Linked DNA regions of Mus musculus: region 2 is linked to region 1. A link is a contact called in public HiCAR-type data. All regions are on one chromosome and are shown on one strand. The core of a region is the stretch at or near the end of the contact, and the rest is flanking DNA. Distances in the headings are between cores, read along the strand shown.

Region 1 (3,282 bases), core at 272-2,771:
CAATAGTACACTGTCAGGCCCCAGGGGAAAACAGACCAAAGCACTTCTAAAACCCGACTCCGGGCCCCAGAGGTGCATGTTGCTAAGTACCCGCTGACCACTGAAGCATTGGAGGCATCAGGATTAAGAAGCATAGGTTGGACCTACACAGGAGCACTATCAGCCTGAAGAGTATGAGTGACCCAGAGTGGAGAGGCAGAGAAGCCGACTAACAAAGTGATACAGAGAAGGATGGAGTCTACATGCTGAAGGAAGTGTGGGCTGGCCAAAGGGTGTGTGCAAGGGAGGCTGGGACAGCCAGAGAGCCTGAAAGCTGTCGAGTGTCTAGCTATGAAAGTCTAGATGCTGCAGTGAGCAACTAGACCTTAATCCTAAATACTGTGGGCAAAGGAGAGCCTCCTTTCATCTGTTGGCTGAATGCAAGTAGCACTTGGTCTTGGAGAATGAGCCTAAAGAGGGCAGGGTTAGAGGGGGGGGGGCAGTAAATTGGCCACCTGAGAGCCTTGCTGGGGCACAGCGTAGGGTGGTGGTGGGTGGTATATGGAAAGCCAAATGTGTACCTTGTATCCTGCCATAGCTACAGAGCAGGGACTTGCTTTGTATATTTTAGAAATCTCCTTCCTTGTTCATGTCTTGCCTTTTAGCTCCTCTGTCCCAATATCAGTGATTTCTTTATCATTTTGTACCACAGTCTTTAAGCTTGACTTCGTAAAATCTTCCATGAGGTGAAGCCCGGGAAGAAGGAGAGAACAGAAAGATGGAAGAAAGAACACAGCCCAGTGATATTTCGAAATTGTTCTTCTTCCTTTAAATATATTTGTTGCAAAATAAAAGTGAGGTGTCTGTCTTGCATCCGGCACACACTTTCTTGTTGGACCAAATGTCATTGTAGCATGAAGTGCATTATAATTCCGTTGAGGACATACCCCAGATGACGATGACATTTTAGGACCAGCTCCAGCTTTCCTCCTTTGTTTAACACCTGACAGTGTGCACACCTGCGTGTTTAAGCGAGTGACAGTGTGTGCACACCTGCATGTTTGAGCGAGCGGGAGCAGCAGTCAGAACAAGTTTGTGAGCTCATTGCTTCTTCACGACGCAGGGGGTACAAGAGAAGATTTGCGCAGCCCTTGCCACTAAGCTGCACAATAGGTTACCTGGAGCCCTTTGAATTCAAACAAAGAAAGTCCTCAACCTGATTAGAATTAATCAACCCTGACTTGACTTTTCTGCTTCATCTTTGGAAAAACAAAGATGATACAGGTGGGCAGGCAGGACCCCTGACGGGTGTTAATGGGGGGTTTTCAAGTTTGTCTTGCTTTCCTTAAACTATTAAGAAAGAACAAAAAACACTACTTAGAATAGAATCAATTTTCAGGAAGGGAAGAAAGAAACCTGAGAATTTATTATTAAAGAAAGAAATAGAGCCAAGGTGGAGGGGAAAAAAAGGCCCTTCTCACATCTCCCGGCCAGGTGCTCTGTGCATATAAATGTTTCAAGTTGAGCTTTAAGATCAAGGGAAAGTCTGTAGGGAGCCTTGTTTCCTAGAGGTCTGCTGGCTGGAGCTGCTGCAGGATACAGGCTGCCCATTTTTATTTCGTCATTAAGGATTAAAGGAGACGAAGATTCTGGAATGGTAGCTCCTTGGTTTCCATTAACTTTGTACAAGACAGTAAAAAGCAACCTTCCAAGGGACGGTTTGCATATGGATTTCCGGCTATAAACTTACCTCCTTCCTGTCATCTTCTGAGTCTGTTTAACACAAAATTGCCCTGCCTCTCCTGAGCTCAACCAGCAAGAAAGCTGTCTTGTTGCAAAGACTGAGAATGTCTGTGCCTCTCAGAAAGCCTCCTGCTTTTCACAAGAGAGTGGAGGGAAGATGAAAAGAATTTCACATAAGATAGCTGGGTGCTCCCGATACTGTGAGTAGCAATTGCCTCCAAAAGCTCCTTACTGTTGCTCAAGTTCTCTGGGCATTCCATGTCTGAACACAAGATCGCAGGTGGAGCAACAAGGCATGTCCATAGTTTTAATTTTCTCTCTCTCTCTCTCTCTCTCTCTCTCTCTCTCTCTCTCTCTCTCTCTCTCTCTCTCCCCCTCCCTCCCTCCCTCCCTCCCTCCCGCCCTCCCTCCCTCCCTCCCTTCCTTCCTTCCTTCCTGTCTTTTTTTCTTTCTTTCTTTTTTTTCAGCTGTTTGTTTCATAGCCTTTTGTCAAAACTCAAGTGGGTCTGAATATACTCTTCTGAAGGCTAGTGACAAAGTAACATCCACCTATGGAGATGCTCCTCATTCCAGTACTACCCCTCACTTACAGAGAAAGTGCTGATGAAGAGCCTAGCTTTTAACAAAATGATGGCCCTGCTGTGATCCCAGCACTTGGGGACTGGGGAAGGAAGATCAGAAAGCCAAGGCCTGCCTGGGCCATGAAGTGAGTTCTAGCTCAGCCTGGGGAACTCAGGGAGACCTTGCCTCAAAATTTAAAGCCATTACATACTTGAGAAGTGACTCAGTGGTAGAGCTTCCTCAGCAAGGGCAGGCTCCAGAATCACTGCCCAGTGTCAGGGCAAAAACAAAGGAATAACAAGATGATTTCTTATTTAATCCAAGCAACCTTTACAGGAGACTTAGAGTTTGTGCAAATGTATACTGTCTGTTGTCAACACTTTTAAACATCAGTCTCAAAAACTTCAACATGGAGATCAAAAGTCTAAAGAAGCCAAGTGACTGTCCCTGGCGCATGGACCCCAGCTGACAGGGAAACCTGTATTCTCCAGCTCCAGCTCCTGGGGTATGGAGCGAGATTACCGTGACGTTAATAACTCACATTTTCCATCACTTATTCTCAGGTGTCACAGCACAGAAGCAGATCATATGATACAGACGATCAAAGATAGCAAGGACAGCACGGAACATCTCAAACAGAAATCCTTGCATCATCTACCACATTTTTATGTCCATGATTATTTAGCATCATGGTTATTTTAAAAGTTGTCATTGATATTGACACGTTCATAGTCATTGCTACTTATTAATGCGCATAGTTACAGATACTCATACTCTTACCTACTGGTTATACTTATTTTCTGCTAAAGCGCATGCTCGTTCCCTGGGAGACCGAGTAATGACATACATACAGATACTGAAGGAAATTTTAGTATATGTACAGTCAACCTTGACCTCCTATGAGGCACACTTGAAGCTCCTTGAGCTTTGAAGACGTTTTAAAATTATTTTTAAAATTATGGGCATGTATGTGTGTGTATTTGTGTATGTGTGCATGTG
Region 2 (3,168 bases), core at 8-2,507, 480 kb after region 1:
ATGGCAACAGGAAGTTGAGAGCTTACATCTTCAAATGAAGACACCAAGCATAAAACAACCGGGGAGTGGGGAGAGACTATAAATGCTCAAAGCCCCCTCCTCCCCCCAAACTTCCTCCAGCAAGGCCTGCCCCTAGTGATACACTTCCTCCAGCAAGGCCCGCCCCTAGTGATACACTTCCTCCAGCAAGGCCCGCCCCTAGTGATACACTTCCTCCAGCAAGGCCCGCCCCTAGTGATACACTTCCTCCAGCAAGGCCCGCCCCTAGTGATACACTTCCTCCAGCAAGGCTTTACCTCCCAAAGGCACTTGAAGCCCCTCCTCCCCCTAAATAGCACCACAGCCTAGGGACCAAGCGTCCAAGTGAGGGACATTTCTTATTCAAACCACCACTCTGTATACTATTAAGGCAGTAATTCATTTCCAGTTACGCTTTGCCCAGTGTCAAACCTTTACAGAAAAGTCAGGATGCATACCTGGAATGTTTCAGTTACTTCTATTTCTTCTACTTTGTTTCCACACAGGCAGCCATAGCCTTTGGAGAAATGCCCTTAAGTGTTTGCCTTGAGCCTTCAAGGACTTTGAATGGAAGAAAGGAAGAGCTTTCTATAGCTGGCAGGACCTTAGAGATAAATGAATAACTTCTCTGGTGTTAACTGTGCATTTTTGAAGCCATCAAAGAATGAAACAACATGCACAAGATTTTAGCTGAATGGATCCTCTCTGTCTTCTTTTCCTTGTGTAACTTTGGATGATGGTAAACCATCTACTTAAATATCTTCTATGGAAAAAATGATTTGGACATTAGAAAACATTAGCAGATTCTCACTCCCCACCAACAAACAAACAAACAAACAAAACCAAGTGTCTCACTTAGGACTACTCTTAGGGCTTCTGTTGCTGTGATGAAACACCGAGACCAAAAGCATCTTGAGGAGGAAAGGGATTATTTAAGTGCTTACATATTCAGAATCCCAGTCCATTGAGGGAAGCCAAGGCAGGGACTCACACTGGGTAAGAACCTGGGGACAGGAGGTGATGCAGAGGTCATGGTGGGTGCTGCTTACTGGCCTGCTCCTCGTGGCTTGCAGAGCCTGCTTTCTTACAGAACCCCCCACCATCTGCCCAGGGGTGGTGCTACCCATAATGGGCTGGGCCCTCCTCCATCAATCACTAAATAAGACAAGGCCCTACATGCCTGCCCCTAGCCTACTCAGAGGCATTTTCTCAATTGAAATTCCTTTCTCTCTGGTGATTCATTCTAGCTGTATCAAGTTGACATAAACACTAGCCAACACAGCAGGATACACTGTGTAGGCCAGGTTTGCCTAGAACTCCCTGTGTAGCCCAGGCTGACCCTGAACTAGAGATCATCTTGCTTCTGCCTCCTAAGTGCTGGGTTATAGACTTATGTTACCACATATATGTCTGATAAATTTTATTTTTTTAAATGAATGAAGTTGATGCCCATTGTTTAAAATGAACAGTTTCTCCTTTATGGAAGCGCCAGTTTATCTAAGATTAAAATATATGTGAGAATACTCCTTTTAGGTCACTTACTGTGATAAATACATTTTCTATATTAGGTATGTTGTACAAAGCACTCTTTAGCTTTTTCATTTCTCTAAGAATTGTGTTAATTATCTTATTTGTATAGTCTTACACTATGCTGCTTTTATAGTTGGGCAAATGAGGATGGAGAAGTTAACAAACCTGTTTCAGGTCCCACAGCTAGGAATTCCTGACCTCGTCAGGACACTTCCATCCCTCATCCAAAATTAAAACTCTATTATTAGCTCTACTGAAATCCCAGTGCCATGTTGGTTCTTCACCAAAGTGATTGGCTTAGTACTTGTAAGTACTAAGGAGTAGAAGTCAGCACTACCAGAACAGATTGTGAGTGCTTGCAGTTACTAAGGGGTGAGATACTGTTCTGGTGACTGAATGGGTGAGCCTGGTCAGTAAGGGAAGTCATGGGCCTACAGAGCTCTCTGAAGAGTTGGCTCTTGAATGTGAATGACACATGTTCTTACTCAGCGTGGCTGGGACTTGCTCTGTGGGATCAGGATAGCAAACTCTGGAAGATTTATGAGACAGGATCTGGTGGAGAGGGTGAGCTCAGATACTGTGTGGAGACTTGGTCGCTGGAATGGTTTTACCACAGTGGGGAGCAGAAGAAACTAGCCAGGGAGGAAACAACTGTAGTTCAGCCAGCAAATAGCTTGAAAAATTGCTTCTTGTGGCAAGCTGGTGGCAAAGTTATTGCTTTGTGGTGCCCCAGAGATGCAAAGTTTGATTGGGTGGTGAGTGACACAGGCTGTTTCTATGTCCTGCATTATCCTAGAGTTGTGGTTCTCAACTTCCCAATGCTCTGACCTTTACTATAGTCCCTTGTTGTGATAACCCCCAACATAAGATTGTTTTTGTTTTTAACTCATAACTGTAATTTTGCTATTGTTATTGTTGTGTCCGGCCAGCAGACCACAACCTGGGTTTTAGCCTGGAAAGGCATTTTGGAAACCTGGAAGAGAAGAGGGGCTAGGTGGCGAGAGAAAGGAATGTAGCCAAGACAGTTACTCTGATCAAGGCTCAAATTTTATTGTTGCGACACTAGTTATGAAGGAAGGGGGAGGGGACCCGATTCCCGCTGAATAATCTCTGGTCCAGTAGAAAGGTGCACGTGTGTGGCTCCGCAGGTTCCAGCAGTGGGCGTGGCAGAACGAATGAGCAGGAAGCTCCACCCCTGAGCAAGCAGGTTTCAGGCTGGGGGAGGGGAGACTACAGTTATGAATTATAATATAAATATCTCTGTCCTCTGATGGTCTTAGGGTAAACCCTGTGAAAGAGTCATTTGGCCCCCAAATGGCTGTGCGGTGGGAGTTGGAGGGAAAGGCAGGTTCTGTCTTAAGAATTCTGCCCCCTACAGAGAAGAAGCTGAAAACTAAGCTGAGGGGCCCTGCCATGCCCACACAAGAGGCCCCGCCACGCCCGCGCAGAGGAAACCACTGTCCTGTGTTTGTTTTGATTTCAGCTCCAAACTCTCTCAGGCAGCCAATCCTACGGAAATATTTCCTACCTTATCAAGTGTTATAAAGGGAATCTGAAACTCTAGTTAAGACACCACACACTTCTTTTTTCTTTAAAGATAGTTTAAATAAAGGGAAAGAT

Evidence for each region. HiCAR-type assays count read pairs that join an accessible place to other places.
Region 2: a contact with region 1 is called in a HiCAR-type map of embryonic stem cells, with 3 times the contacts expected there. The contact joins two enhancer-like sites. A contact is called at or near these places in 1 of 484 Hi-C or Micro-C datasets (embryonic stem cells), 6 of 115 datasets of contacts at active chromatin or transcription factors (craniofacial prominence, double positive thymocytes and embryonic stem cells) and 1 of 9 other capture datasets (embryonic stem cells).

The regions. Positions count from the first base shown.
Region 1 is chr8:78,067,225-78,070,506 of GRCm38.p6, forward strand. No RefSeq gene overlaps it. Among named protein-coding and RNA genes, the nearest start is that of Gm6360, 3.6 kb to the right of the region's middle. Within about 2 kb of position 1,522, at least 7 of the 459 cell types and tissues checked have an H3K27ac peak or open chromatin away from gene starts, as enhancers often do. A contact at or near this core is called in embryonic stem cells, where this site is marked.
Region 2 is chr8:78,542,669-78,545,836 of GRCm38.p6, forward strand. The region is part of intron 4 of Slc10a7 (solute carrier family 10 (sodium/bile acid cotransporter family), member 7); the gene reads left to right. Among named protein-coding and RNA genes, the nearest start is that of Slc10a7, 35 kb to the left of the region's middle. Within about 2 kb of position 1,258, at least 24 of the 459 cell types and tissues checked have an H3K27ac peak or open chromatin away from gene starts, as enhancers often do. A contact at or near this core is called in embryonic stem cells, where this site is marked.